Linked DNA regions of Sus scrofa: region 2 is linked to region 1. The links are chromatin contacts, called in public Hi-C maps. All regions are on one chromosome and are shown on one strand. The core of a region is the stretch at or near the end of the contact, and the rest is flanking DNA. Distances in the headings are between cores, read along the strand shown. Region 1 has its middle 15 kb from the start of FKBP4. Region 2 holds the start of SLC6A12 (sodium- and chloride-dependent betaine transporter).

What was found. A called contact is a pair of places that touch in the nucleus more often than the background predicts.
Region 2: a Hi-C map of retroperitoneal adipose tissue shows a contact between it and region 1, with 2.5 times the contacts expected there. The contact joins the promoter of SLC6A12 here to the enhancer-like site in region 1. A contact is called at or near these places in 1 of 5 promoter capture datasets (liver) and 6 of 47 Hi-C or Micro-C datasets (embryonic fibroblasts, liver, mesenteric adipose tissue and 3 more).

What each region holds. Positions count from the first base shown.
Region 1 is chr5:67,332,458-67,340,304 of Sscrofa11.1, reverse strand. No RefSeq gene overlaps it. Among named protein-coding and RNA genes, the nearest start is that of FKBP4, 15 kb to the right of the region's middle. Within about 2 kb of position 3,329, at least 26 of the 83 cell types and tissues checked have an H3K27ac peak or open chromatin away from gene starts, as enhancers often do. A contact at or near this core is called in liver and retroperitoneal adipose tissue, where this site is marked.
Region 2 is chr5:67,569,304-67,577,150 of Sscrofa11.1, reverse strand. SLC6A12 (sodium- and chloride-dependent betaine transporter) reads left to right here and starts at 3,293. Exons shown (of 17, transcript XM_021092481.1): 1 at 3,293-3,587; 2 at 3,882-4,469; 3 at 6,156-6,239. SLC6A13 (sodium- and chloride-dependent GABA transporter 2) reads left to right here. Exons shown (of 18, transcript XM_005664093.3): 18 at 1-3,002.

The DNA of each region.
Region 1 (7,847 bases), core at 2,080-4,579:
TGGGCGGTTCCACTGGCCACAAGTCCCCATCCCTAAAGTCATCTCATTAACATAAGCCCAAGTGCGGTGGAAAGGAGCTTATTATGAATAACAAGGCACCCCTTTCACCTTTATGGCCCTGAAGTAATTTCAGGAGTTAAGGACAAATATTACGACATAAAATGCTCTCATAGCTCCATCACTCAGGGAATTCCAAGAGTTTTGGGAGCTGTGATTCAATAACCTTGGATAAAGACCTAAACTACATGTATAAGAAATACATTTTGGGCATTTGAATGACCAAACATATATTTCTTATAAATAACAATACAGCAGGAGTTCCGTTGTGGCTCAGTGAGGTAACGAACCTGATTAGTATCCATGCGGACTCGGGGTTCCATCCTTGGCCTCACTCAGTGGGTTAAGGATCCGGTGTTGCTGTGAGCTGTGGTGTACGTCACACACATGGCTCAGATCTGTTACTGTGGCTGTGGCATGGGCGGGAAGCTATGGCTCCGATTCCACCCCTAGCCTGGGAACCTCCATATGCCATGGATTCAGCCCTAAAAAGACAAAAAAAAAAAAAAAAAAAAAAAAAATATCAGGACATGGCGATTAAGATGGTGTCAACAGATCTCAAGAGGCTATTTGGAAGGACTTCCGTCCAAAGACAGGACATTTTGTGGCATTAATAGAGATAATAATTGCAATGGATTGAAATACATCAATTATGTTTACGCCTCTGAGTTCATAATGATTCTTTTCTTTTCTGGCCTCCCTATGGCATATGGAGTTCACGGGCTGGCAATCAGATCCAAGCCTCAGCCATGACCCACACTGAAGCTTTGGTCACGCCAGATCCTTAACTGGCTGTGCCCGGCCAGGGATGGAACCTTTGTCCCAGCACTCCAGAGATGCTGCTGATTGAATTATGGCTCTGAGAGAACTCCTGTAATGATTCTTTAAAAAAAAAAAAAGGGAGTTCCCGTCATGACGCAGTGGTTAACGAATCCAACTAGGAATCATGAGGTTGCGGGTTCGATCTCTGGCCTTGCTCAGTGGGTTAAGGATCCGGTGTTGCTGTGAGCTGTGGTGTAGGCCGCAGACTCGGCTTGGATCCTGCGTTGCTGTGGCTATGGTGTAGGCTGATGGCTATGGCTCCAATTAGACCCCTAGCCTGGGAATCTCCATATGCCTCAGGAGCGGCCCTAGAAAAAGGCTAAAAGACAAAAACAAAACAAAAAGTCGCCATTAAAGGATATGAAACAACCAGTTATTTTGGAAAATGATAAATAAAAGAACAAATCAAGCAATTATCCAAACTTTTCTATATAAACTGTACCACTGCTGGGTAACAAACTATTTATACGGGGCAGTATCTCTTTGTAGAAGTCTGCCAGTTAGTAAATGAAGAAGGAATGATATAATAATAACACCATTTTTCAACCCACAATCAGACATTATCTACCTCCTACTGGAAGAATCTAGCATAATCTCTGTTGCCCCCTCCTTATCTAACCTGAAGCTAATCAAACCTTTATACTGCACTAATTTACAGTAAATACAGAAACCAGAGAAACACCAGGCACATGTGAAATGTCATGAGAATACAATTAGCAAAACCCAAAATATGGGGAAACAACTCGGTTTCCTCAATAAATAAATTGCAAGGGAGAAAAAAAGATGAAAGGAGAAAGCCCTAGATCAAAAAAGCTAAGTGAGGAGTTCCCGTGGTAGATCAGTGGTTAACGAACCTGACTAGCATCCATGAGGACTCGGGTTCCATCCATGGCCTTGCTCAGTGGGTTAAGAATCTGGTGTTGCTGTGGCTGTGGTGTAGGCCTGCAGCTGTAACTCCGATTAGACCCCTAGCCTGGGAACCTCTATATCCCTCGGGTGTGGCCCTAAAAAGACAAAAGACCAAACAAACAAAAAAATTAAAAAATAAAATGCTGATGAAGGAGTTCCTGTTGTGGCTTATTGGGTTAAGAACCCAACTAGTCGGAGTTCCTGTCGTGGCGCAGTGGTTAATGAATCCGACTAGGAACCATGAGGTTTCGGGTTCGATCCCTGGCCTTGCTCAGTGGGTTAAGGATCTGGCTTTGCCATGAGCTGTGGTGTAGGTTGCAGATGTGGCTCGGATCCCGTGTTGCTGTGGCTCTGGTGTAGGCGGGTGGCTACAGCTCCGATTAGACCCCTAGCCTGGGAACCTCCATATGCCTTGGGAAGCAGCCCTAGAAAAGGCAAAAAAAAAAAAAAAAAAACAAACCCAACTAGTATCCATGAGGAAACTGGTTCAATCTCTGGCCTTGCTCAGTGGGTTAAAGATCTGGTGTTGCCACAAGCTGCAGCATAGGTCACTGATGTGGCTTGGATCTGGAGTTGCTGTGGCTGTGGTGTAGGCTGGCAGCTATAGCTCTGATTTGATCCCTAGTCTGGGAACTTCCATATGCCACAGGTGCAGCCCTAAGAAGACAAAAAAAAAAAAAAAAAAAGTGTGAATCTGTGTTATTCACCCAGTTAAGCCCCTGTGATGGCTTCCCGTTTCCTCCACAGCCCTGGTACAAGCTTCCCACATGGCAGCCAAAAAGCCCTTCATGGCCCCAGCTTTCGATTCTTCCTGTTCCTCCCAGCACCCTTTGCTCAAGCTGAGCTGGCCATGGAAAGTCAGGCTCACCTCGGTTCCCCTGCCTGGGATGCTTCCTGGCCGTGTCCACTGCAAAACCCTATTCTCTTTCTTTTTCTGTGTGTGTGTCCTTTTGTCTTTTCTAGGGCCGCACCTGTGGCATATGGAGGTTCCCAGGCTAGGGGTCTAATCGGAGCTGTAGCCACCCGCCTACACCACAGCCACAGCAACTCGGGATCCGAGCCTCGTCTGCGACCTACACCACAGCTCATAGCAACACCGGATCCTTAACCCACTGAGCAAGGCCAGGGGTTGAACCCACAACCTCATGGTTCCTGGTCGGATTCGTTAAACACTGTGGGCCATGATGGGAACTCCCCTATTCTCTTTCAAGACATCTTCTCCTATGAGGCTTCTTTTGATACCCCTTCTCACCCCACCTCTCCTTGGGAATCCACACGCAGTCCCCTGAAGCTCCATCTGCCTGAGCGCTTCCCCCCCACTTTCCCGCACTTTGTTTCCCTGGCTGACTCACTCTTTTAGACCCCTGACCGCTTCAGAGCGGGGAGTCAGCTTTGCACCCCCGGAGTCCAACGTAGAACCTGCCACCTAGTGGGCACTCGGTGACCTTTGGAAAAATGACGCAAATCCTGGATCGCGTGGCGTGTGCACCTGAAAGATGGGGGTGACTGCTGCCCTCTCCTGGCCATGAGGGGCATTGTCCGAACCACAAACATCTTCCCTCCCCTCCTTTGCCCAAAAAAGAGGAAAGGGGAGGTAGAAAAAGGAGGTGATGGAGGGTGGGGAAACTGCCTAGCCGTTTAAAGAGACAAATTGGGCTGAGGGGTTGGCGGCACCCATGTCTGTGCAGCCAGGGTGCAGAACAAGGTGGGCCAGCCTTCCCCCACTAAACTGCAAAGTCTTTGGATTACATCGTATTTGTTTCTCAACCCGTCCTGTCGTTGTCATTGCTACTATTACGGCTGCTTTCATTTATTTTTGTAGGTTACTCCTAATTTTTTCCTCCATCGTTGTAAAACATGTGTTTGGTTCTTCTGTATAAAAAGACTGAATCTGACGACTAGCTTCTCCCGATTCTGACTCAGCTTCCTACTGGTCGCAAGTTGTCCCTGGTGTCCTGGGAATTAGGATCCTCCGGCGCCCCACCCCTCCTCTCCCTCCCCCCAGCCCCTCCTCTCAACCTTACCTCTTCCCTCCCCCTTAACCCTCCTCCTTCCTCTCCCCTCCCCTGTGCCCTTTCGCACGTCATGCGACATCGTGCGCCCCCTCCTGGCGAGGAGAAGCACAACCACAGACACCTGTGAGGCTGCAGGTCTAATCATCTATATTTTGATACACGGAAAAGGGACTAACACCTAACACAGGAAATGGATTTGCGGAAGGAGTTTGGAGTGGAAATAGCGGTTTGTGAGTGACAGACACGAGGATGTTAGCCACCTGCAGAGAAACACTGTTTATCTTGGAGCCCTTCATTTTTATCATACAAGATACTCAGCAAATATCTGATGTCTATTGAAATATTGGGAGGAGACTACATTTAAAAAGCAAAAGGGACTAAGGCCCTAAGGCCCATCTTCTTACAGTGTAAAAAATTGAGCTTCCTGATAGGTTTGCCCTAAATTTAGGAATCCACCCCACTAGAAAGAACATGCCATTTTCAAGTCTTCTGAGCTTCAGAAAAAGTCCTCCTCGTCACTCATTAGCTCCAGTCCACCCCTCCTTTCCCTGAAGAGTTTACTGAACCACCATACACACTGTCTCCAGGTGAAATACCTGCCCTCCAGTGGTTTACAATAAGTTTAGTGAGACATGACACCAATGAGGAAAGATCGCACCCTGTCCTCAAGAAGCTTGTCATCTCACTGGAAGGCAGAATGAGTAGAGGACCACAGGCGGAGTAGTGAAAGCATAAATGGGCAGTCCCTGAGCCCTGAAAATGTGCAGTGTAGAAAGTAAGGGCTTTCAGTCAGGGGGAGCTATCCGGGAAGGCTTCCTGAGGGAGGCTGGATTTGAACTGCCCTAGGCCAGGGAGAAGTAGCAAAGAAAAGAACATCCCGTGTCCAGGGGTCTGAGGCATCCTGCGTCCCAGGGCTGGAGTTCTCATTCAGAGAAGCAGCTGGCCAGCCAGCCCACATTCTCAGAGAGAGAGCTGGGCCAGGGCAGGGACAGCAAGGAACTCAGCGGCTCACTTTACCTTGCCAGCTCCCGGTCACCAGTGTGCTTGGTCCCCTTTGCCCCCCTTCGATAAACCCTGTGCCTGGGCAGAGTGATACATCGAAGTGCTGACCAGCATCGCAAAAGGTCAGCAGTGAGGCCAGCACCAGGTTGGAGGAGACTGATGCTGGGCAGCCCAATGGGCAGAGAGTCTCTAAGGGATGAGGTGGGCTTGACCTTCCAGACTCCCACCCCTCAACAGCATCAGCTTGGTTTGCAGAACTGTGGACCACTGTTCAAAAGTAACACAAGCAGCAGGCCAGGTTTGCCTTCCCATCAGAACTGAGTGAGAGGGCTGCAGAGAGATGTTTTCCCAGATGCTGGTTTCATCCCAGTCCACCCCCATCCTCTGATAAATGGCCTAAATGCTCCAACAGCAAAGTGGCTTCTTACCATCTCGAGCCTAAGTTCGTCTGCTTCCCAAATCTAGTACTCTCCACCCAATCCTGTCGTCTCCCACTCCTCAACATTCAGTGCCACCCAAGGCTCATCTGCTTCTGTGCCCAAATGCTTGTGCCCACCTTGGGCAGCTCCTGTTGCCACCAACATGGCCCCCTGCCCCCTCCGCTCAGAACAATGGGGCAGAAACAAACTACACTGGCCGCAGAGGCAGAAAAGCCAGCTTCCAATCGCTCAAGAAACACTGAGTGCCTGTCCACTGCTGCTGTGGCCAATTGCCTCAAAACTTGGAAGCTGAAAATAATACAAATTTATTTTCTTACAGTCGTGGAGGTCAGAAGTCCAAAATCAGTCTCATGGGGCTAAAATCAAGGTGGCATCAGGGCTGTGTTCCTTCTGGAGGCTCCAGGGAGAATTTGGTCCCCTGCCTTTTGCAGCTTCCAGAGATGGCCCATATGCCTTGGCTTATGGCCCCAGGGCATTGTCACATCTTCATCTCTGATGCTGACCCTCCCACCTCCCTCTCAGAAAGACCCTTGCAGTTACACTGGTCCCACCAGGATAATTTCCCCAACTCAAGATCCTGGGTAACATATTCATAGATTCTGGAGATTAGGAAATGGACATCTTTGGCGGGCCATTATTTAGTTTACCACAGTGCCACACACACACACACACACACACACACACACACACACACACACATCCCTACCTCTTATCTATCAAGACAAAGACAATCTGAATTTTTTAAGTAGGTAGAAGATATGAACGCCCAAGAAGATACACAAAGTGGCATATAAGTACATGAAAGATACTCAGCATCCTTACTCATCAGGGAAATGCGACTTAAAACCACAATGACATTTTACTGCGCAGTCACTGAGAATGGTTAAAAGACCAGTCAGTGTTGGCAAGGTTGCAAAGTAAATGCAACGCTCATCCATTGCTGGTGGAAAAGGGTAAAAGCAACTTCGAAAACAGCTTAGCAGTTCTTTATGAAGTCAAACATATAGGATCTAGCAGCCCTGCTCCTAGGTGTGCCTACAACATGAAAACACATCTCCAAAAAAGGGTTTGTACAAAAATGTTCTAGCAGCTTTGTTCCTAAAAGCCACAAACTGGAAACAACCCAAATGTTCTTCAACTGAAGAAGTAATCAAACTGTGGTACACCCGCCCGGTGGAATACTATTCAGTAGTAAACAAAGAACAAATGATATACACACAACAACATAGGTAAATCTCCCAGGGAGGAGGGCTATTCACTGTAAAGGTGCATAAGGGAACTTTCGGGGATAAGGGGAATGTTCTGTATCTAGATGGTTGCATGTTGTGCATTCGTCAAAACTCATTGAACTACCCACTTCAGACAGGTGAACTCTGGCACTTGTAAATTATCCCTCCATAAAGCTGATTTTATTTTATTTTTGTCTTTTTGTCTTTTCTAGGGCCACACCTGCGGCATATGGAGATTCCCAAGCTAGGGGTCTAATTGGAGCTACAGCTGCCAGCCTAAGCCACAGCCACAGCAACGCCAGATCCCAGCGTTGTGACCTATAGCACAACTCATGGCAACGCCGGATCCTTAACCCACTGAGCGGGGCCAGGGATCAACCCGCAACCTCATGGTTCCTAGTCGGATTACTTAACCACTGCACCACAATGGAAACTCCCAATAAAACTGATTTCAAAAATCACTTGCATGAGAGAAAGAAAAATTGGAGCACAGAAATGGAGACTGATAAATGCTTTCAAGCAGCATTTGAATGAGCCAGGGAAAGACATGCCACAGAGGGCATGTGACAGAGTAGAAGAAGCCACCGACAAGGAGGGACAGGTCTGTTGCCTCAGTGTGCTGAGAGGGAGAGTGACAGTTGTCACAAATGCACCTCTTTCTTTCCTGAGTAAGAAACACAGAAAGAAAAAAAATCGTCCATGAAGAATACAGAAAGACCCCCCCCTCATCATCCCCGAGCTAGCACCCCACCCCCCGACCACAGCAAAAGCTAAAATTCAGGCAGATAAACAAAAAAAAAAAAAAAAAAAAAAAAAAAAAAAAAAAAAAAAAAAAAAAAAAAGCAATAAACAAGGAATGTAAGCATCTAGACAGAGGGAAGTCCGGGAGCAGCTAAGATGTCTATAGGAATTCTCTCTCTCTTTCTTTATCTCTCTCTCTCTTTTTTTTTTTTTTTTTTTTTTTTTGTCCATGCCCGTGGAAGTTCCCTGGCCAAGTTTCCAGGGATTGAACTTGCACCACAGCTATAACCAGAGCCACAGGAGTGACTATGCAAGATCCTTAAAGCCCTGAGCCACCAGGGAACTCCCTATAGGAATTCTTAAAGCATTACTTGTGCCTAAGATGAAGCCCCAGCCATCCTTTCAAACCTCTCAGACACCTGTGAACTGAGAAGGGGATAGATGGGCAGAAAGTGGATTAGTGGCTGCCTGGGGTTGGGGCTGGGGCTGGGGCTGGGAACGGTTGGGAAATGATAGTCAAAAGGTACAAGATTTCTTTACAGGTGATGAAGACATTCAAAATGAATTGTAATGGTGGTTGCACAACTCTGTAATATATTAAAAGCCAGTGAATTGTACACTTTAAATGGGTG
Region 2 (7,847 bases), core at 2,044-4,543, 240 kb before region 1:
CACCCCTCCCCCCAGGTCCTCCATCACCAGACCCTCCGGCAGATGGGCCGGCTCACCTCTATCCCCGCACCCGCCTCACCCCGCCCCAGTCCCTCCCCTCCTCCTTCACTTTGTGGATAAGAAAGGCAATGGAGGTTGGGGGGGGGCGTGACAAGGAAGGAGGCCCCTGAGCCCTTGCTGGAGGAGGGAGGAAACGATGGTGAGCTTCTTCCCGCCCGATTTCCCTTGCCGTGTCCTTGTCTGACCCCAGCCGCCAAAACGGTGTGTGTGCGCGCCCAGGGCTTGGTGCTAGGGGCGCGAGAGAGCGACAGCGGCGACCGCTGGCCCCAGGCGGCAGGTCCGCGAAGCTCTGGCAGAGCGGGGCACTACCCGGCTCGGCCAGCAGAGGGAGCACCTTCTCCGGGACCATCACCGCGCAGCTCGGCCAGCAGGATGGACTCTGACGCCGCCACGAGGGGTGGCACCGCGGCAACCTCCGCTGGGCTGCAGGGCCTGGGCGCTTGGATCGCCTGACAGGAGACAGGTGGAAGGCAGAGCCTTTGCGCCCTCGGGACAATGGACGTGGCCTCGGCCCTGCAGCGCCTCTCTCCGGGAACGTGTGTGGAGGGGGGCGTGGGGAATGCGGGCACACAGCGCATTTCTCCCCGACCCGTGGAGGTTCTCTGTTCAGATGGCTCTTCTTCCAGGGCTGTTCCCGGGAGGGGGATTCTTAGAACTGCAGACCGAGCTGCACAGTATTCCCTGGGTGATTTTCTTAGTTTACTTGTCAGGTAGTGGGAACGTGCACTGAAGGCTTTGCCTGAAGTCTTTGGGTTTTGATTCTTTGTTGTTGGGAGAGTTTATAAAAATCAATGACAGCAGCCCTACTGTGTGTCAGTCCTGGCGGCTCCTTCCTGGACAGTGACTGGCTGTGCACTCCCATCCCCCCCCTCCAGGGTGCCAGGCTCAAGAGGGTCCTAAGATGGGAGAAATAAGTCTGCTGGAGAAACAGGCAGGAACTGGAGGTACCACACCTGGCATCCCCACACGTCTGAGAGCATGTGCGGTGCACTTGCTTCCTGATGCTGTGCTGTGCTCAGGACCCACAGGAGCAAAAACAGATGCATCTCTTGAAGGACAAATGCTATGAGAGAAGAGCGCAGGCTCTGAGAAAAAACAAGTGGGTGTGGGAAGGATGATCTAGTTCAGGGGGTCTGGGAAGGCTGTTCTGAGGGTGAGATATGTCTCTCTCACCATCTGACCGAAGTTGCGAGACCCTGGGCGGCCAGGGAGGTGGGCCGGTCAGTTGTGGAGATTGACAGCTTTGTTAATGTCAGGACAATGTGAACCAGGATCAGGAGGTATGGGTTCTAGTCCTCACCTGCTGTGGACCTGCTGGTTTCTTTGTGGAATTCGGGTCTTCATTTTCTGCAGAGATGATACTGTACACCCCACCTACACTTGGGTTTGTGGACATATTTCAAGCAAATTCATCCTATTCTCCACGACCCTACTCCCCCCTGCCCCACACTGGGCTGTCAGTGAAACAGAAAAGCCCAGAAAGAGCTTAGACACCTCTTGCTGCCTCTCTGGCTTTCCCAGCCCCAGGCATCAGGCTGTATTGGACCCCAGAAAGAAGGCTACACATTTCTGACCTAAGCATTTTTCCTAGGAGGCAAGAGAGAGGAGCTAAAATATCCTGCATGCTCTGGCCCAAGGGTCCTGCTCAGCACCAGCAGTTTTGTCCAAGAAAAGCAAGACCTGAGTCCTCCAAGCCCTGATCTTTCCCCTGATTCTGGGAGAGCAATGCCCTCCCAGAAGAGGGAAGACCGGGATCATTTTTTCCCTCAAGCTGCATCCATCCATCCATCCATCCATCCATCCATCCATCCATCCATTCTTCCATCCAACCATCCATTCATCTATCTTTCCTTCCTTTCCTCCCCCCTTCCCTTCTTTCCTTCCTTCCTTCCTTCTTTCCATTCATCCTTCCATACATCCATTGGGTGCCTACTCTGAGCCAGCACTGTATTGAATGCTAGAGGCAGAAACAAAGAACTATGAAATGTGACCCTTTAGATAGTCAGAGTCTGGAAACCAGTATGCTGCAGTGGAATGAGTGTGGATTTTTGGAGCCGAGAGGCCCAGCCCAGCTTCAAATCCCAGCTCCCTCATTTACTAGTATATGGTCTTAGGACACATCATTAGCTTCTATTCATCCCAATTTTCTTATCTGTAAAATGGGCTAATAATTCCTACATTTCAAGGTCTTGTGAGGACAAGCTGGGGTAACATGTAAAGCACTTGCCTGAGTTAGATGCTCAGGAACTAGTGCCATGCCAGGCCCTCTAAAAGCAGGTGTGGGTTAGAAGATGGCCGTGGTGAGGAGAACATTCAGTGGTTTTCACTGCAGCATGATAACAGATTCATTTAAGCATATTTCATCTTGACTCTGGACCCTTCCCAACATAGAAGCAGCCCAGCCCAGGTAGGGTTTCCAGGTAACTTAGGGATTCCTACCTTTTGCAAAGACAGGGGTCTCCTGCCTCCAGGGGTTTACCAATTGTTCTGAATGCCCAGTGGGTTGGGTGGGCTTGAGTAAGGGGGGGATGGGAGTTACAGGGAAGCCAGGTCTAGCAGGGCAGCTCTGTCCTGTGAAGTGAAGAAGAGATGACACAGGTAATCCCTTATTACAGAAAGTCCTGCAGAAAGCCTACACACTGTAGGCACGAAGTAACATTTTCAAAAGAATGACTGAACCAGGAAACGCATCCTCTGCCCAGCCTGATTTTCTTCCCGCCCGCTCCCCCTCCCACAGAGACTGGGCCTTTTGTCCTGGAGTAGCTGCAACCAGGTGGTCACGTTGACTTTGGTGTCCCCTCGCAGCGGGCTGCGTGGTTGACACACGGTAGGCCCGGCGTGAAGGGTCAGGGCATGGCAGCGAGCAGTCACCGCATCCCAGCTGAGTGCAGGGGAAACGCCTCTGCCTCTGCGGAGCTGCACCCTCCCCGGCTCCGCCCACCCCCAGCCACCCGAAGACACCAGGGGTCTGAGAACTGAGGTTGCCCTGGCTTCCTCTCCACGGGGGGCCCACAGGAGGTGCCAAGTGGGGGCCGGAGGGATGCTGAGTGGGGGGGGCTGCTCGATGGAAAACTACAGGCTGAGACTCTCACTTCACACCCCGGCCCTGCCGGGAAGGTCGAAAATGCGAAGGGGAAGCAGAGGCAAAGGGAAATTTCCCTTTCTCCCCGCAACCCTCCCCCACAGCAGCCGGGGCTGAAGCAGCCCGCTGTTGTCCGGAAGGAGGCATTGGCTGTTCTGAATGAGTGGCCAAGGGCCGTCCTGTCCAGCGCTGTGAAGACCTCTCAGGAACAGCAGTGAGGACTGGGCACATGGAGGGGAGACAGACACTTGTTCCACAAATACCAACTCGCCACTGATGGCTGCCAGGCAGTGGGATGTTCCAGCCGTGGGCTTCCTGCCTGAGACTGGACCCTCCACCATCCCAGCCCTTGCTTCAGAAGACTCGCAGCCAACACCACCAAGTCCCCTGAGGCACCAGCAGCACCCTAAGCCATGTCCCACCTTGCCTTTAGCCCTCACAGCAGGTCTGTGAAGTGGGTGTGTTACCCACGCTTTACAAGTTGGGAAACAGGGCTCAGATGCTTGCCTGGCTGACCAGTAAATGACAGAGGGAGGTCAGACTCAGCTCTGTCTGCCTGCAAACCAGTATCCTTTCTAGATTGTGCTTCTGGGGGTGTGCTCTGGGCACTTTCTCTAGGAAAATCCCAAGGAAAAGGGTTGTGGTTGTGAAGGTCCAGAGCTCTGCCTTGAAACCACAGGGGCAGGTACTCGGTGGAAAACTCCAGCTCGTGATTCACCTCCTCCCCTGCCCTCGTCAGCGAGGCCAGCTCCCCTCCCCAGATCTCAGTTTCAAGCTTGGGAGCTGGGGGCGCCTGTCCTGCTGCCCTGGTGAGAGAGAGAGACCTTGCCCTGCCCATCGTCTCCTCCCTGGAAGGATAAGGAGCCGAGGTGAGAGGGGGAAGGGAACAGGGTTGAAGGAGGAGAAGGGAGGGGAGGCGGGTGCGAGGCTGAGCCCAGCTGGAGGGGTCGACCTGGGGCAGCATCCACAGGGGGTGGGGGGTGGGGTGCTGCCGGAGGGAGGCGTGGGAGGGGGCCTGGGACAGAGGACTTCCTGGGGTTGGATGTTGTAATCCTGGCTCACAAAATTTTGACCTCAGTCCCTTCTGTTGCTTGTGGTATTTCTCTGCCCCTTCACTTCCCAACACACCGGCTGGCACGCGCGCCGCACCGCCGCACACACACACCACACACACACACACACACACACACACACACGCTGCTGTCGGTCTGAGGGTCCCAGGATCACGACTGGATTCTGAGCTGGGAGCAACAGGAGGGTGCAGTCTCCCCCGGGGGGCCCTGGGACGAGGTTCAAGGCTGAGCAGAGCCCAGGAGTCCAGGACGAGGTGAGCGGGAAGGGCGGGAAGAGCGGGCCAGATCCCGCCCCAGAAACCTGGGGGAGGGCTGGGTGGAACCATGTGTTTGAGCTGCGAAAAGTCTGGTGTTTTGGGAATCTTAGGACAAGGGTGTCACCCCAGCTCCCCCTCACCATCTCCAGCATCTGATTTGCTCAGGGACAAGCCTGGGTGGCAGGAAAGTTGGTAGATGGGGGGCTGGCCACGGAGCGTGGGTGAGAGAGGGGTGATCACCTGATGGCAGGGGGCCAGGGTGGTGGTGGGAGACGGTCCAGCAGGTGGGAAGGAAGCGGCAACTGATCAGAGGGAGGGACTCTTGCCTCCAGCCAAGCAGGCTCCCAGGAGGAGGAAGCTGCTGGGAACTCTGGGGTCCAGTGGGCGACAGGGGCGGGCTTGTGTCCCAGGAGGGCAACCAGCAGCCGATCCAGGTGGCCTACGGGGTGTGAAGGACTGAACGGGGGTCAGGTCTTGGTGCCATACACACAGGTATGTGTGTGCAAGGAGACGTGACGGGAACGGCACCAGCGTGTGTACAGAAGTGGGAGCTGGTATGTGGGTGTGGGCTGATCAGGGGGCTGGGGTGGCTGCTCCCCCAGGTCAGAGGCTGGGCCAACCCTGGTGGGGGTGGGGATATGATGGAATGTCGCTGGCACCCCAGCCACACTTGGGGGGCTGCACTTCCACCTGTGTCTCCTCCTCTGCTGGACACTGGCCAGGCCTCTATGTCCCCAGCTCCTGAACATGGTTAATTTTGGACTTGGCAGCCTCTTGAAGATTTTCTTCACAGGCAGCACTGGGCCCAGCATGGCTGTAGGTGTCTTCTGGAGGGCACGGTGGTGAGGCCTCACCCATGCCCCCGACCCTGCCCTAGCTTAGAGAGCAGGTGGCAGCTTTGGCAGGTGATGCCAGGGGCTGGAGAGGCGACAGAGCTGGGGTTGACCCTTGGGAAGCAGGAGATTTCCAGAAGTCATCTTGATTGTGGATGATGCTTTTGTTTAAGTGTTCCCAGCGAACAGGCCAGGGACAGACGGGGACCTCAGGGTGGCAGGACTGTAGGATGCTGTCCTTTTGGCTTTTGAAAATAACCCCCCAAAAGGAGATATGGCTTGTTTTTATGTCTAACATCCTCCTGGAAATTTCTTCCTTGGGTCTAACTTGAATCCTGCTTGCTGCAGTTTAAGCCTTTTTCCCTTTGACTTGCCATGGCTCTGGGCCAGCTTTCCTTCTCACATGCTCTTGCTTTCATTCTGCCATTCCGGTTTTTCGTTCTTACTCATAAATCATGCTCCTCTCAATAATCTTTAAAAAACAAAAAGCCAACAGTAAACAAAACTTGTCCCATCAGGGTCAATTCATCTGTGTTTTCTTCTCCCAAATCCTGAGCCCACCCTGGGCTCTGGGATTTGCCTGCCATCTTGTGCTCCGCTCTGGTTTTCCCTTCATTTACTCCTTCCCTAGACAGGGCTCCCAACCTCCAGCTGCTGGGGACAACTTGGCCCTGAAATAACTGCCTCTGGTCTGGGGACTGTGACATTTGTCTCCTGGCTGCCCGATTGGCCAAATGTTTGGGGCCTCAAGCTGAGCTACCCTACGGCTTGGCGAGGTCTTTTATGGGTCTCATTTGCATCCCCTGCCCTCCCAACACCCCAGTTGAGCGGGAGCCACTCTCTCTTTCAGGGAGATGTAAAGCCCAGAGAGGTGGTGTGATTTGTCTAAAGCCACACAGCAACGTCGAGGCTCAGCTCCTCACTCTCTGTCCGGGTAAGTTTATTCCAGCCATTCAAAAATAGTTTACTGAGCACTGGGGGTGTCTGGTCCTGTTCCTTTATCTCTCTGAGTTCATTTCCTCTTTTATAAAATGGAGTTGATAGCAACTTCTACTTCAAAGATTTTTTATGAAGATGAAACTTAATGCAGGTAAAGATGTCTATGTTTTGAGCACAGTGCTGACTCAAATGTCAACTTCTATGATTATTGGCTTTGTCTCAATCAGACCTGGGGTCTGTCTGATGCTTCTTCGTCCATGTTTTTGAGTCCATTCATCTGTTCATTCATTCAGTAATAATTCGGGGGCCATTCCTCAGGGTGCCCCAGCCTCAATTCTGCAGCAACTTGGTCTGCAGTTGGTTCAGGTGTCACCAGCTCTTCCCCTGGGGCCAGACTGCCCTGTTCTTTGCACCTGAGGCTTGGTTGTCAATCACAGTGGCCCATGGGGTTTGGCCACTCCCTGTGGACCTGGAGCTCTCTTCCTTTCCCTTCTTCTTCTCTCTTCCCTTGTCTTGGAGCCTTCGGCCTTTGCTTCCACTGGCTGCCTCTCTCCTCATCTTCCCTCCTGGGCTGAGCCGGGGTCATGGAAGCCTCCGAGTAGGTCCCAGGACCAGAATTTCACCCCCACATGCTGTCCCATTCCTGGGATAATCTGCACCCTCCAAGTCACCTTCAAAAATTTCCATAACCTCGGATGGCCCTGCCACACCTTTCTAACTGACTTGGGCTTGGGCTGTTGCCTGGGTTAAAAGGACCAACAAGTAAACACAGACTCTTCTTCTAATAAAAAGAATCCCTTGTGTTTCTCTAGTGCCTTGGAGGAGCAGAACCCTCGGTAGCTTCTGGTCACTCTGATTCCCCAGTGTCCCTGGGAGGTGGAGGCACAGGCGAGGGGCGTGGGTGGGCGCCTCCCTCTGCCGCCTGGGCACCTCCTCTTGGCAGCTCCTGAAACAAAGGCGGAGGTGGCCTCAGGCAGAGGGTGGGGAGGGGAGCCAAACTAGGCTTCCAGGTAAAGCACTGCAGGCATGCGTGTGTTTCCGGGCAGCTGATAAGTGGCCCACGAGAGGGACAGGGCAAAGCTGAGTGGCCACTCTTCAGGAAGGCAGTGAGTCAGGAAGGACAGTGACCTGCTGTGATGGGCAGTCACTTCTGGGTCTCCTTCGAGGGCACCACTCGGATCTGGTGGGATCCCCAAGAGAGGATCCCTCTGTGACCACTTCTGCCACCCAGACCCCCTCCTGCTCTCAGGACAGAAGTTAAGGGAAAGAATTGGGGTTCCCTTGAAGGCCTGCACTGGGCCTGGGGCTGGCCCCTGTCCCCATCTGGCCTTTGCAGAGGCCCCACCCTCCCCAGCGTCCCAATCAGATGCCCGGAGCTAGCGGGCTCCCATGTTTACCCTGCGGCGGTCGATCGCCCTGGCACAGGAATGAGCACGCAGCTGGTCCAGGGAAGAATGTGCAGTCACCTGGCCACACCTGCCCTTTGACCTCCTGACACCCCTGGCAGGCTTTGATCCCTTCCCGCCCGGGGAAGGCTGGACAGGTGCCATTCACTGGATGCTGAGGAGCTGGGATAGACGGGCTGGTGGGGATGGCAGCTGGC